3 separate regions of the Oryctolagus cuniculus genome follow, and all the other regions are linked to region 1. A link is a contact called in public Hi-C data. All regions are on one chromosome and are shown on one strand. The core of a region is the stretch at or near the end of the contact, and the rest is flanking DNA. Distances in the headings are between cores, read along the strand shown.

Region 1 (4,579 bases), core at 646-3,145:
CTGGTGACTCTTGCTAGAAAAGTCTCAGGCAAGGGATTCACAAAGAAGCCAGTGGGGTTGAGGAGTGACCTGGGACATGTGGAGAGGAAATGCAGCAAATGCAGTCTCTCAGTTCCCCCCTTCCTACTGCCCTGATGATTTCCTCATCCAATTCTAATCTTGGGAAGGAAAAAACACTAGTGGCCGAGCTGGCGCTCTGGCCTAGTGGGTAAAGCTGCTGCCTGCAGTGCCATTATCCCATGTGGGTGCCAGTTCAAGTCCCAGCCACTCTACTTCTGATCCAACTCTCTTCTATGGTCTGGGAAAGCAGAGGAAGATGGCCCAAATCCTTGGGCCCCAGCACCCACGTGGGAGACCTGGAAGTAGCTCCTGGCTCCTGGCTTTGGATCGGCACAGCTCTGGCTGTTGCTGTTGTTTGGGGAGTGAACCAGTGGATGGGAGACCTCTCTCTTTCTCTGCCTAACTCTGCATTTTACATAGTTCCAATATTGGGGAAGAAAATAATCCTAGTGGGCAATGAATAAAAACCAGTGCGTGGTGCAAGCCTCATGATGACCCTGTGATGGAGAGCAGAGGGTCTGAGAGTTTTATACCTGCCCAAGGGCCTCTGTGGGCAAATGGCCAGGCTCTAGATCCAGGTCTGATTCCAGAGCCTGCAGTGTAACCACTACCTTCTCCTAGAATTGAGTCTTCGTGCTTGCTCTTGTCTCTCTCCTCCTAAGTGTGCTTGTAATCACAGAGCGAATGGACCTATTCTTACCAAAACACAAACAACGGACAGAGCGTATTATGTTCTTTTTCCTGATACATTTCAGAAATGCCCATTGGATGTGCTTCCTTTGCATTTTTATTGTGAAAGAAAGCATTTGACCAGAAAAGTGAACGCGGCTCGAATATACAACTTGACAAAGTATTGTCAGAGCCATAGAAATTGCCTGTCTCCTTCCCTGCCCCACTCCCCCTGCTCCCAGGGACAACCACCAGCCTGACTTGAGGCATCATTTCCTGGCATTTTTCTGAAGTTTTCCCATCGGGGTTGTGCATCCTTGAACAGTGGAGTTTGGTGTGGTCAGTTTGGGCACGTTACGTAAGTGGCATTGTGTGCATTCATTTGTGTCTTGCATCTTTTGCTCAAAATGGTATTTAGAGATGCAGCCACGTTGAGTGTGGCATTGCTACATTCATTTCCAGCGCTGAATGATTGATTTTTTACTGTATGACTTTACCAAGTTACTTACCCATTTTACTGTTCTGACGTTGTAGGGTTATTTCCAGGAGTGAGTGATTATGACCAATGATGTCCAACCTCCTTTTTTTTTTTTTTTTTTTTTTTTGGAAAGTCCCTTTTTCGATTTAAGCTCTAAGAATGTGATTTTAACCATCTGTAAATATTTAAGGGGCTTGGAGGTCTTTCCAATTCCCTTGACATGAGACCGCACAGGTGGTTCCTGTGGGTTCCTGGTTTGCTTACTCCTGAGGCCAAGTGTGAGCAGTGTGAGGAGCATTTCAGGAGAAAAAGGTTTCAAGTCAGGTGAACTGAACAAACAAAGAAGCGGTTATTACGAGATCTTCCATTTCCCCCAGCTCTTCCACTTCATTGTTGCAACCTTAACTAAATGCAGTCAGCTTGCATATTTTCCTGCATCAGCCCTTTGATCACTAAAGTAATTTCTTTTCCTTCCTCTGTACAAATCTTTTGATTATAGTAAGCGCTTTCTTTGAAGAACCGGTAAAAAATATTAACAGCCTGAATAACCTCAGCAATGATCTGAAATAACCGGTATTACAGGGGGATAAAATGATAATGATTTAATTTCTATAATGTGAATCATCGAAATGTGATACGAGCAGTAATAAGATCATAGTGTATCACATGTTTCACAACAACACACCAAACAGGCACAGTGTGATTCACAGTGCAGGCTCTGTAGTCAGAAAGACTTGGCTCCTAGTCACCGCCTCCCTCCCTGGCGCAGGTGCGAGAATTTCTTCCCGCCTCAGCTTTCTTCAACTATCAAATACAGGGAGTAGTAGGACTTGTGTCACAGGGCTGTTGTCAACATCTAGCAAGAAAATGTGTAAATACTTCACAAGGCCTGCTTCAGGGACGCTCCACGAACGGTAGTTATTTTCAATACATTTAGCCCATCCAAAGGGCAGAATAACTGGAGTATTTACTAGCAGATCTTGACAGATAGCTCTCTACTTAGGTCATAGCTATTTTTCTTAAAAGATTTTATTTATTTATTTGAGAGATAGAGTTACAGACAGTGAGAGGTGGAGACAGAGAGAAAGGTCTTCCCTCTGTTGGTTCACTCCCCAGATGGGCACAACGGCCGGAGCTGTGCTTATCCAAAGCCAGGAGCCAGGAGCTTTTTCTGGTTCTCCCACGTGGGTGCAGGGGCCCAAGGACGTGGGCCATCTTCTACTGCTTTCCCAGGCCACAGCAGAGGGCTGGATTGGAAGAGGGGCAGCCAGGACTAGAACTGACGCCCATATGGGATGCTGGCACTGCATGCAGAGGATTAACCTACTGTGCCACGGAGCTGGCCCCAGGTCATGTCTATTTATTCAACATTTAATAGGTTCCTCTGCTGAGGTCGTGCTAGAAGTACTACTCATGGAGATAAGACAAATAGGAAACCATAAACAAGTGGAAATGGTAAATAAAATGTTTGGAAACACAAAGGGGGAAATGGTTTTGGATCAGAGGTACAGCTTTCCAGGAGTTGTGTCTTAAATTTGATCTTAAAGTGAATAATAGACATAACTTTGCCAAGAAAAAATTGCAGTTGTTTGTTCCAGAAAATAAATACGTATGTGCAAAGAATGGAAGACCTCTTGCAGGATGATAGGCCAGGTGGTATTGGGTGAAGAAGGGAGACATCTTTGGTGGAGTATTGTATAAGCAGCACCTTGGAGGAGACTCATTTATTTATCAGATGGTAGGAAAAATAGGAATTCTGTCATTTGGACTGGCTAATTGTAGTTTTAAAAATATTTATTGGCCAGCGCCGTGGCTCAATAGGCTAATCCTCTGCCTAGTGGCGCCGGCACACCGGGTTCTAGTCCCGGTCGGGGCGCCGGATTCTGTCCTGGTTGCCCCTCTTCCAGGCCAGCTCTCTGCTGTGGCCAGGGAGTGCAGTGGAGGATGGCCCAAGTGCTTGGGCCCTGCACCCCATGGGAGATCAGGATAAGTACCTGGCTCCTGCCATCGGATCAGCGCGGTGCGCTGGCAGCAGCACGCCAGCCGCGGTGGCCATTGGAGGGTGAACCAACGGCAAAGGAAGACCTTTCTGTCTGTCTCTCTCTCTCACTGTCCACTCTGCCTGTCAAAAAAAAAATATATATATTTATTTATTTGGAAGTCAGAGTTACACACAGAGAGAAGGAGAGGTAGAGGTAGAGGTAGAGGTAGAGAGAGAGAGAGAGGTAGAGAGAGAGAGTCTTCCATCTGCTGGTTCACTCCCCAACTGGCTGCAATGGCCGGAGCTGTGCCAATCTGAAGCCAAGAGTCAGGAGCTTCTTCTGGGTCTCCCACGTGGGTGCAGGGGCCCAAGGACGTGGGTCATCTTCTACTGCTTTCCCAGGCCATAGCAGAGAGCTGGATCAGAAGTGGAGCAGCCAGGACTCAAACCGGTGCCCATATGGGATGCTGGCACTGCAGGCGGCGGCTTTACCCACTACACCATGACTATGGTTTACTGTGTTACAAGTTATTAAGGCAAAATATAACTATACAGCCTATGACCTGGTAGATTTTAGGAAAATGGTAATAGCTTGGCAAAACAAACTTTTACGTTAAATGAAAAAAGATATAATAAAGCACTTTCACATTACACAGATTTGAAACTTATATTGAAAACCTGTCAATATTCTTGTGAGAGTCATTTGCTCCTTTTGTCACTTTCTCCTTTTCCTTTCTTTTTTATTTTTTCCTTTTCTTTTTGAAAGACAAGCCTCTTTTTCCTGTTGCTTCGGCCTCGATTTGAAGAAAAATTGCATTTTTTAAGGCTGGCTGTAGGGAGTGGTCCCAGAACCTTCTATAAGTCCCGTGGTGTCTGGAACACTCCCCCAGGTGGATGGGAGCCACTAGATGGCGCCCACATCTACTGCGGCGGTTCGCCACCGCTGGGCGCGGATCCCGGAGCGGCTGCGGGTTTTCCAGCCAGGGGCTGGAAAGTTCACTGTGATCCCTGCGGTCTGCTTTAAAATGCTCTGGTGCTCCTTCGAACTGTTACTGTCATGGGATCCCCAAATAAGGACAATGATGGTGTGAGTAGGAGAAAGCCTGCAGAGCGCTGAGCGCCGAGCCCACAGCCAGGCGTGGGCTGCGGTCCGCAGCTGGACAGCCCCGGAGCCGGCGGCCACCTGGCAGCTGCTCCTAGGGCCAAAACACGGACGTAGGCAAGACACTGATGTTTAGGGGTAAAGGGAAAAGAGACGAGAGGAAAGGAGCACAGAGTATTGTGGCGTTGGCTTTCACACGGGCAACTTCACATTTCTGCCTGAGCCTCCAGAGGCGACTTGGAGGACACATTCTGATGTAGGTGTCAGAGAGAGCGGGCCATGAAGGTGT
Region 2 (4,579 bases), core at 680-3,179, 640 kb after region 1:
CTAGCGCAAAGTATGTGCTCAATTAGTCTACACTGATGGCCTGAATTAAAATCTTAGTCCTCTGAAAATGCCATTTCCCTTTCTTAAAATAGGGAGTCCTTTTTTTTCTACCTTCACACAGTTAAATTTCATGTTTTGAGAGATATATTATGTCCAAACGCATGGTACTGCCAATCTTAATACTTAAAAGTAAGTGCTAAGTTTTGGTGGCTAGAAATATTATTTCAGTCATTGGAGGTTATTTTTTTGTTTGTATGTATAATCAATCAATCACATATCTAAGGTCTTCTTTCATGTGTGTATATGAGTGTATTATATTAGTGTGGTAATCCTACTTGCCATTGATTATGAAGAGGTTTCCTGTGTTTTCAAATTTATCTAATAAATTTTCTGAAAGGTAGCTAAGAAAACTTCTTGTATAAGGAGCAACTAGAGAAAGAGAAATGCTAGTCAAACCGGTCAAATGATTTCCCAAGACCACACAGCTGGAATGGGACACATTTGAATCATGAATTTGGCGTCACGTTTCCATACCAGGGAGATTTCTGCTCACCTTAACTGTTGCATGACGATGATAGTCCATGCATTAGAAGGTCTTGAAGGAAGGCTCTATCCGGGGACTCGGCTGTACCTGACCAGTGCACTTGGTGAGAACCTCCCTAGCTGAGTATCCAATTATATTTACTGAATAGAGTCTGTACCAAATTTGAAACAGGGATTAGAGCAAGTCCTTGCTGTCCTTTTGAATGAACACAGTTGCCAAAAACAAATGCAAGTAAATAGTACCCACTACAGGAGCTTGAGACAGATTGTGCAAATAGTGGATTTGTAGCACAACTCATTTTTAAATGTTATATTTCCAAATATGCATTTTAGGTGTTGAAACCTAACATGTCTCAGACATGTCCAAGATTTGGAATTACAGTAAAATCAAGTTGGTCATTATCTAAGGAAAGCAAACTAAGCATGTGTCCATAGAAATGATAAAGAAAACACATTTAAAAGCTTCAATAGGGTCTTAGAAATACATATAACTGCTTCCTCCAAACATTAACATATTTTAGTCATGAATTAAGGAGAATCTATCTTTCTGTGCTTTCACTGCAAGAGGAGATGGGGCTCAGTCTTTGCTTGCTTTTAGAGGAAATGCTATTTTCTGTGAAAAATTAGTCTAATTTATATTTGACCACTAGGTGTCACTGTTGGAGGGTGGCCTGGGCCATAAGGAGGGGGAGGGGAAATGGAAAGGCGCTCCTGTATGTTTTTTTTTTAGTGGCTTTTCTTTCTTTCTTTTTTTCTTTTTTTTTTTTAAACATAGAATTTCTGCATTGCTGCCATCCCCCAGCCGCCTCTGGATTCAGAGGGCTGGCGTGGAAGGGGACTGGAGGAGTAGGAAGATCCCGCATTTAGAAATGGGCAGTTGGCTTAACCATGAGCCTCAACATCCCCCAAAAAGGGCTGTGAAAGCCAAGTCCATTTTAATAACTCCCCCAGCCCCCAGCAGGAAAGCGGAACGCGGCAACGGCTTCACGTTCGGAGAGCGAAGCCGTCCCTGGCCTTGCCGGCCTGGTGCTGAAGAAATTAGATGAATCATTTAGAGGAGCGGGGCGAGCGAGGGGTCAGCGCGGGTGCGGGGGACCGCAGTAGGAGCACGCCGGGAACGTCCCCCGCGGGCCCGGGAGTGGCGGCGGGAGGTTCAATGGGACTTTTCTTCAACCCCTATACCTGAAGTTCCATCGAATTCCGGGCTCAGCTATTGGAAGACCAGACAATGAAAAAGATTTTCTGGTGTGGTGCCCATCGCGAGATGGGTGGTGCCCACCTGGTGTCTGGAGCGGACCGTGCGGCCCTGGGTGAGAGCCACCCAGGGTGGCTCCGGGGACCGAGCCGGGCCGGGGGCCTGCGGCGGGGCTGCGCTGCTCCGCGGTGCCGCGCGCCCCGTGCTATTGCAAGCAGGCGTCTCTAGCTGGAGCTCTTAGCCTTTCGCTTTGCTGAGGAGGACAACCTGGGAGAAATCCAAGGAGTTGGAGGAGAACGCCCCCCGGCCAGGCGTAGGAACCCCTAACGAGGGTCTGGAGAACTTGTAGAAACAGGGGTTAACCCCATGGCCCCCAACATTTCACACAGGAACACATGTCCTTGCTCGTGTCTGGTCTAAACGGTTGCCTCCGGTGATGCCTTCTGGCCTCTGCTTGGGACTCTCACAGAGGCAGGACTAGTGGTTTATTCCTGACTAGTTCACGGGAGATCAGTTAGTGGGATAATAGGTAAAGAAAGCGACTAGCATGGTGCGCCAGGTATTAGTCTAGTGTTTTCCACGTGTTAACTCGCTCAGCCCTCAAACAACCCCACGAAGCAGGGACAGTTATTATTCCCAATATGGATGAGGAAACCAAGGCAGACAGGCCAAGTAGCTTGCCCAAGGACACGGGCCTGTGAATGGGTGCCCCGATGGCCACTCAGACACAAAATCAGAAGCCAACCTGAGCGCTCGGTATTTGGTCACACAGCCTGTCCTCGTTCGACCTTCTGCCATCCTGTGACTGCTGGAATGTCCGCCAAATTCAGAAAGTGACTCCTGAGATCCACAACTCCTTGCCCTATGGGATTCCTTGTGTGCCTCACCCTGGCAAACAGCTATGCAGCGACAGAGGCAGAGAATACGGGAGTGAGAGGTGCCAGCCCTTGATGGGCCTTTTGTAGTTGTGACAGCTCCAGCCACTCCCTGGGACAAGCCCTGGAGATGTCTCTCTGGACCAATGCTTGTGCATATTCCTCGTAAGCTTTGGTAAGAATCAACTAGCTATGTGAGACTACATGTCATGCCTACATGTAATTAATTTTCAGAAAGTATAAGTAAGAGTGTTCTACAGGAAGACACATATTTTTTAAAAAACATATTTTCCAAGAGGTTTTTATTGCCCGCACTAATACACACACTACTAGTTTGCCAAAGTAAGTCCAAGCCAGGGACTGTAACTGTACTCAAAATAGCTGAAGCTATACAAAGTGTCTTTTGGTGAGTGACTCAGAGAAACACACACACACACACACACACACACCTGCTGCCTAATAACCCTGGTAGCTGTGTTGACTCTAATGGGTAGTTTTCTGGTCCAACAATGGTATTGTGATTCTGTCATTGAGAGATCTAAGAGGTCAGTCTTGTTAGCTGGAACGAAACCACAATTAGTATATAACTCAAAACCAAAACACAAGCATCAACAACAAAAAATAGAAGTAGTCCCAGAAAATAAACCCAGAGGAAAGGTTCACTCTGTGGGGGGAACCATGAGCATCTGGGCACAGTCAAAAGCCTTTGTGGAGTTCTTATTGCATTCCTTTCAAAATAGACACTAAACATGAACAATTGCATGATCTGTCAGATTTCTCATTCCTGTTGTACTTCCAACGAGCCAAGGTTGTTTATTTCATTGCCAATGATTTGCTTACTATGTTAGTTATGGTTCTCCAGGGGAACAGAACCAATAAGGTGTGTGTGTGAGAGAGAGATGGGAATTGGCTCATAAGATCAAGCAGAGGTGGAACCAGATAGGAACAGAACCAGTATGATGGATCTACGCGTCGATAGCATACACACATATGGATGTGCACACACACACACACACACACACAAATGGGACTTGGCTCATGTGACCATGGAGGCCCAGAAGACCCACATATGCAGTCTGCAAGCTGGAAAACAGGGAGAGCCAGTGGTGTGTGTGATCCTGGGGCCTGGTAGAGGGGCCTTGATGTAAGTCCTAAAGTTCCCATATCAGGAGCTCCAATGTACAAAGGCAAGAGAAAAAGAGAAAGAGACTATTCTCTCTTTCTCAACCTTTTCTATTTCTGTGGATTGCATGATGGCGACTCACGTGGGTGCAGGTAGGCCTTCTTTACTCAATGCACTAATGAAGTGTGAATCCCTGCCAGAAATACCCCCACAGACATGCTCAGAAGTGTTTTACCACGGGGCAAGGGTTGGGCACAGTCATCACTGCAGATGTCTGGATCCCATATCAGAGTGACTGGGTTCAAGTCCTGCCTCCACTTTCCGTTCTAGCTTCTTGCTCATGCACACCCTGGGATGCAGCAGGTGATGGCTCGAGTAGTTGGGTCCCTGCCATGTATATGGGAGACCCACATTGTATTCCTAGCTCCAAGCTTTGGTTTGGCTCAGCTCTGGCTTTTGTGGGAATTTGGGGAATAAACCAACAGATAAGTTTCTTTCTGTCTCTATGTCTCTGCCCCGCCCCTCTCTGCCTTTCAAGTGAATGAAAATAAATAGTTTTAAAAATACATATATTCTTAGGGCCAGCATTGTGGCACAGTGGGTTAAACTGTCACTTGCGACCCTAACATCCCTATCAGAGTGCTGGTTTAAGTCCCAGCTACTCCGCTTCTGTTCCAGTTTCCTGTTAATGGGCCTGGGAAGGCAGCAGAAGATGTCCTAAGTACTTGAGCCCCCATCACCCATGTGGGAGACCAAGATGGAGTTCCTGGCCCATGGCTCCTAGCTTTGGCCTGGCTCAGACCTGACTGTTGTAGCCATTTGGAGTGTGAACCAGAGGACAGA
Region 3 (4,579 bases), core at 1,048-3,547, 550 kb after region 1:
TGGAATAAAATAAATAGTAAATGTGCAGGAAGGCTTGAATTTGAAAGAAATAGTCAAATCATGCTAGCTAGAAAACTATAACAATATTGAAATTCAAATTTGGGGAATAGTATATTTCTCTCTCCTTTGAGCATATTCATTATAAAAGATGTACAGCATGCGTGCCACTCACACACATGCGCACACACATGCACACACACAGAGAGACAAAATGCTGCCCTTCCATCTGTTTCCCTTTGCAGCCTTAGTTCTCATCAACAATCATACCTCCTCTTTTCCACCAGGTGGAGCCCTCTGTTTATGGACATCTGTCCATTTCCTTTTTCTCCAAGATGCTACCAGATAAATATCTCCAGAGCTAAAATACACTTGCAAACATGAAAATTTAACCCAGGGAGATCAAAAAAGTAAAGCTTTTCATGCATTGATATAATAAACCCTGATTTAGAGTCCTATTGCTACTAGATTTAATGGCTTACACATTTTCCTATTTACAACTACTGCACACCAAACAGCAGAAAATAATATTGTTGTGTGTGCCATAAACAGTGTTGCTACAGGTCTATTTTATGCAGCAGTATCATTTTTATAATCTCAAGTGTTTGGCAACTGCAATCAAACACCCACACACAACAGCAAAAAAAAAAAATCCACAATATGCTATGAGCCTCAGTTTTTCTTCAGTATTAAAAATATCGACCTCATTGAGAAGAAAATGTTTTTCTCAGACAAAAGGGAGTGGTAATTCAGCTGTGGGTAATAGAAGGCAGTGTCAAATTCTTCTCTTAGTCAAATTCATCTCTCTTCAATTTGAGATCCAGTTAAGGGTAAGTCAAAATCCATGTTAGCTTTGGTTCTATTTGGGGACTAATGAAAACTGAACACTATTAGCAAGAGTACACTGTTCGGTTATTCTAATTTTTTTATCTTAAGAAATTAATCAGAGCTCTTCCTATTAACAAAAGGCAGTAACATAAAAAACATTAGAACCTCGATTTGCATGTGCAAATAACTGTGGAATGAGCTCACCTAAACTAGCTTGCCAATGACCTCAACCTTGATCTGGAAAGATCGTTTATTCACAAGTAAAACATTCACATTCTCTATGTTAACTCTGTCCTGGATCTTTTCTCAAGGTAGATTACTGGCTGTGACATTGGAAGATCTATTAATAACATATGCATTTACCAACACCAGGGGGGTTACATATTTAACTGAAATATCATTTCTAGTGTTTTTTTTTTATTTGAAAGAAAATTTGTTCTCCTTGTATTGATATATTTAAAATTTCGCCTCAGCATCTGCAAAACAGTGAGTGAAAGAAGATTTGTGTGTCTGTGTTCTTTAATCAGTCCCCAGACCTGGGAAATCCGGCTTTTCTGTTGGTGTGACACACACTGGCTCAGCGGTCGGAGGCAGAACACGCAGGAGCCCTTATACAACAAAATGCTGCACCCACCATCTTGCTGTCCGCTCGCACACAATAAAATGGTGGCACAGCACGCAGTTAACACACTGTGCCCATGAGAGTTGTCTTTGAAATTATTTCTACTCTTGAATCCAAATATCAAGCTGCATTTTTACCAAGTGGCTAGAGTTATTTGTTTTCTTTAAATATTTAGAATGTATGTGTGTGTGCGTGCACGTGAGAAATGCTACAAGAATCGACTGTGCACATTTGACGAAAGCATAGAAAGGACTAGTCAAAAATTAACACTCAAGCTGAGAGTGAAAGCAAACCCGAATAAAAAAAGCCCAGTTCCTGGAAATTGCTTCTAACAGTTCACAAAAGCTGGGCAGTGAATTTGGCCGTGATGACCCCTTTCATTTTAGCACTCCCTGCATGCAACTTTGAGTTCGGACATTTAAGAGAGGTAGTATTTTTTTTCTTCTTCTTTTATCCTCATGTCCTGTAAAAAGTAAAAGCAAGTTCACATCTACTTCTCACCTGGGCATCCCACACTCTGGTTTTTTTCACCCAAGAAAAAGAAAAGCAAGGCTCAATCTTTCCCCTTCCTTGTTTTTAATTATTACAAATGCTGCCTTGGCTCTTTTTCCGTGTGGAAGTTCTCATTTCTCTTCAGTGTTACAGACTCCTTGGGGACATAGTGAGGAGCTAACCAACTGCACATGGGAAATGAGAATGTTCGTGGCTAGAAAAACTGCAGCCTTTGGTAATTTTCCACATGGACTAGAAGTCACGAGCGACTTTTTTCTCTTAAACAGAATGACTTTATTCAAACACTTGGTGTAGAGTGCGAGGTTCACATCTGAACATGTGAAGGCATTGAAGTGTCCTACAACGTTTCATTGGACTTTGTTCTATAAACATTTTCACTATTTTCAAGTGCAGAATGACGGTTAAAACAGGACACCCTCCCTCCCAGCTCCCTCCACCTCCAGACAGAATTATAAAAGGCTACTGTCTGCAAGTGAGAAATAGTCCTGGAGGACCCACCAGCAGGTTATGCAATATGTGGCATAGACCACCAGGGGCTGAACTGAAACTGCTAATACTTTTTTCATAAGATCATTAGCTCAACTTAAACAAGGTGTCAAAGTGCAGAGATGGGGAGGTTTACCTGGTTTGCATGCCTTCACTTGAATTATTCTGTGCATTAAAATTACACGCTAAAATTCAATTTTAGCTTTGAAATATATTACCCAAATACATCACTTTTCCTTTTTTTAAACAATTCGTGTATTGCTTTGTGATTTTGATCTAAACTTGATTTGCAATAAATAAGAAAGCTCTCTTGAGAGAAATGCAACTTAAATGTAAGGCTAAAGAGAAGTGATTAATAAAAAACTTGTCCTTGTGTAGTTTAGGGGATAGAATTATTTGATTTGGTTTGCAATTTAGACCTTAAATCAAAATCTGCCTCCAACTGAGAAGAGTGGGCCTGGGACTCACGGAGTAAGTTTGCACACGTTCTTGACCTTGTGCCGAGTCATCCGGAAAAAATATGTTCCCTTTATAATAGCTGCTTTACCATTTTGAGACATTGCTCGACTTTTACATGCACTAATATTAGTTGCCCCATGTACCTTAAATAAAGCCAACCCAATAAATTTAGGATTGTAGCTGAGAAATAAATGTCATGTCAGTAACCCTCAACCAGATACCAGAAGAAGGATTACGTGATTGTTTAGTGCAAAAATTAAGTTTCATGTTTTTAATTGGTGTCATATCCTGTCCTGGGTCTCTAGTGCTTAAATCAAAGGTGCCCATGTTAACCTGGAAAGGAAACATAATCATAGCTCCTTTCATCCCCTAGCTCAAATATTGTTATGCTCAACCCTAATTTTTGTTAAAAACACTTTCAAGCAAAGACAACAGGAAACAGTAAACATGGCAACGCCATGGAAATAATGTTCAGATGCACGATTTCTCTGCACGCTCAAGGAGTGAGTCTCTGCAGAGGAAGATGCTGTATCACTAAACGCAGTGTAGACAAAAACAGCCAACCTTTCGCAAAATGGGCATCCCTCTTCATTTCATAAATCTTGTTTGCAACTAGACTGAAGCCAGGGAGTGACTTGGTCCCTCACATCAATAGCCAGGAACTGCACTGCTGCATCACAGCAGTGCGTTCAAAGGGAGTCAGGAGCATCCAGCAACAACTTGAGGGGCAGAGATGCAATTGTAACTGACAGTTATAATCGTCTGGCCCAGCCACTGCATCTGCCCATCAAGCTTGCAGATGGTCTTGAGGCCTTTTGCATCTGAACAGTGGGTCTAAGAGCATGATGGACAGATAAACAGGAATACCGCACAGCATCAACACACAGAAAAAGTTGTTGTGACTGCTAAAGATTTCAGAAGTCAAGAGTTGGCCAACTCAACCCTTCTTCTCCCTCACATGCTCCCATTTTCTCCCCTGTTCTCCCAAAAAGCTTGTTGGTGGTTGAGGGCTCAGCAAGATTTTTGGTACCCAATGTCAAATACTAATCCTTGACTGAGCCTTTACTATAATGAAATGTTTAGGTTATGGAAGCAAGACAGATTCTAATAGAAATGACCTTACACATGGAATGTTCAAACTTAATTTGGCTAAGTCTATATTACACCTATTGCACTTTCTTCTTAATCAAGGTTTAACTCAAAGGAGCATATTAAAATTCAAAGGGAAAGGACACTTAATTTAATTGTGATTAAAGCCATGATCAATATGAAACAATTGGTTCCTTTCATGTATGTTTTGGAAAAACTATTACTAAGTTCTCTGAATAGATTATATAATATTGCTTTATCTACTCATATTTCTTTGTCTCTTCATTTTCAAAGAATTGAGTTTGTCTTGAAATAATTTATTTTATATCACCAGATTTGACATGCATTTGTGTTTCATAAACTAGACAGTTACCAAGCCATTTGAATCCAAATATGGGTAAACAACTTTGGGGGAAACTCAGTAATGTATTATTTTTTAAAATATTTGAAATTTTAATTGATTTTATGATATTAACTATTTGCAAAAATAATAAAACTACCTTCAATGCATCTGTTCATTTAATGAGCATTGGTAGAATCTGCAGTACCATGAACTATTTTTGCAGTTTTATAATGTTTCTTAGA

Evidence for each region. Hi-C and Micro-C count contacts between places; a contact is called where the count stands out from the background.
Region 2: a Hi-C map of an unstated tissue shows a contact between it and region 1, with 4 times the contacts expected there. The contact joins two enhancer-like sites. A contact is called at or near these places in 2 of 6 Hi-C or Micro-C datasets (skin fibroblasts and an unstated tissue).
Region 3: a contact with region 1 is called in a Hi-C map of an unstated tissue, with 4 times the contacts expected there. The contact joins two enhancer-like sites. A contact is called at or near these places in 4 of 6 Hi-C or Micro-C datasets (ear pinna, psoas muscle, skin fibroblasts and 1 more).

Annotation. Positions count from the first base shown.
Region 1 is chr3:63,990,961-63,995,539 of mOryCun1.1, forward strand. No RefSeq gene overlaps it. Among named protein-coding and RNA genes, the nearest start is that of HNRNPA3, 73 kb to the left of the region's middle. Within about 2 kb of position 1,896, at least 1 of the 8 cell types and tissues checked has an H3K27ac peak or open chromatin away from gene starts, as enhancers often do.
Region 2 is chr3:64,631,847-64,636,425 of mOryCun1.1, forward strand. No RefSeq gene overlaps it. Among named protein-coding and RNA genes, the nearest start is that of MTX2, 330 kb to the right of the region's middle. Within about 2 kb of position 1,930, at least 4 of the 8 cell types and tissues checked have an H3K27ac peak or open chromatin away from gene starts, as enhancers often do.
Region 3 is chr3:64,539,119-64,543,697 of mOryCun1.1, forward strand. All of the region lies in intron 2 of LOC103348788 (a long non-coding RNA gene), which reads right to left. Among named protein-coding and RNA genes, the nearest start is that of MTX2, 430 kb to the right of the region's middle. Within about 2 kb of position 2,298, at least 1 of the 8 cell types and tissues checked has an H3K27ac peak or open chromatin away from gene starts, as enhancers often do.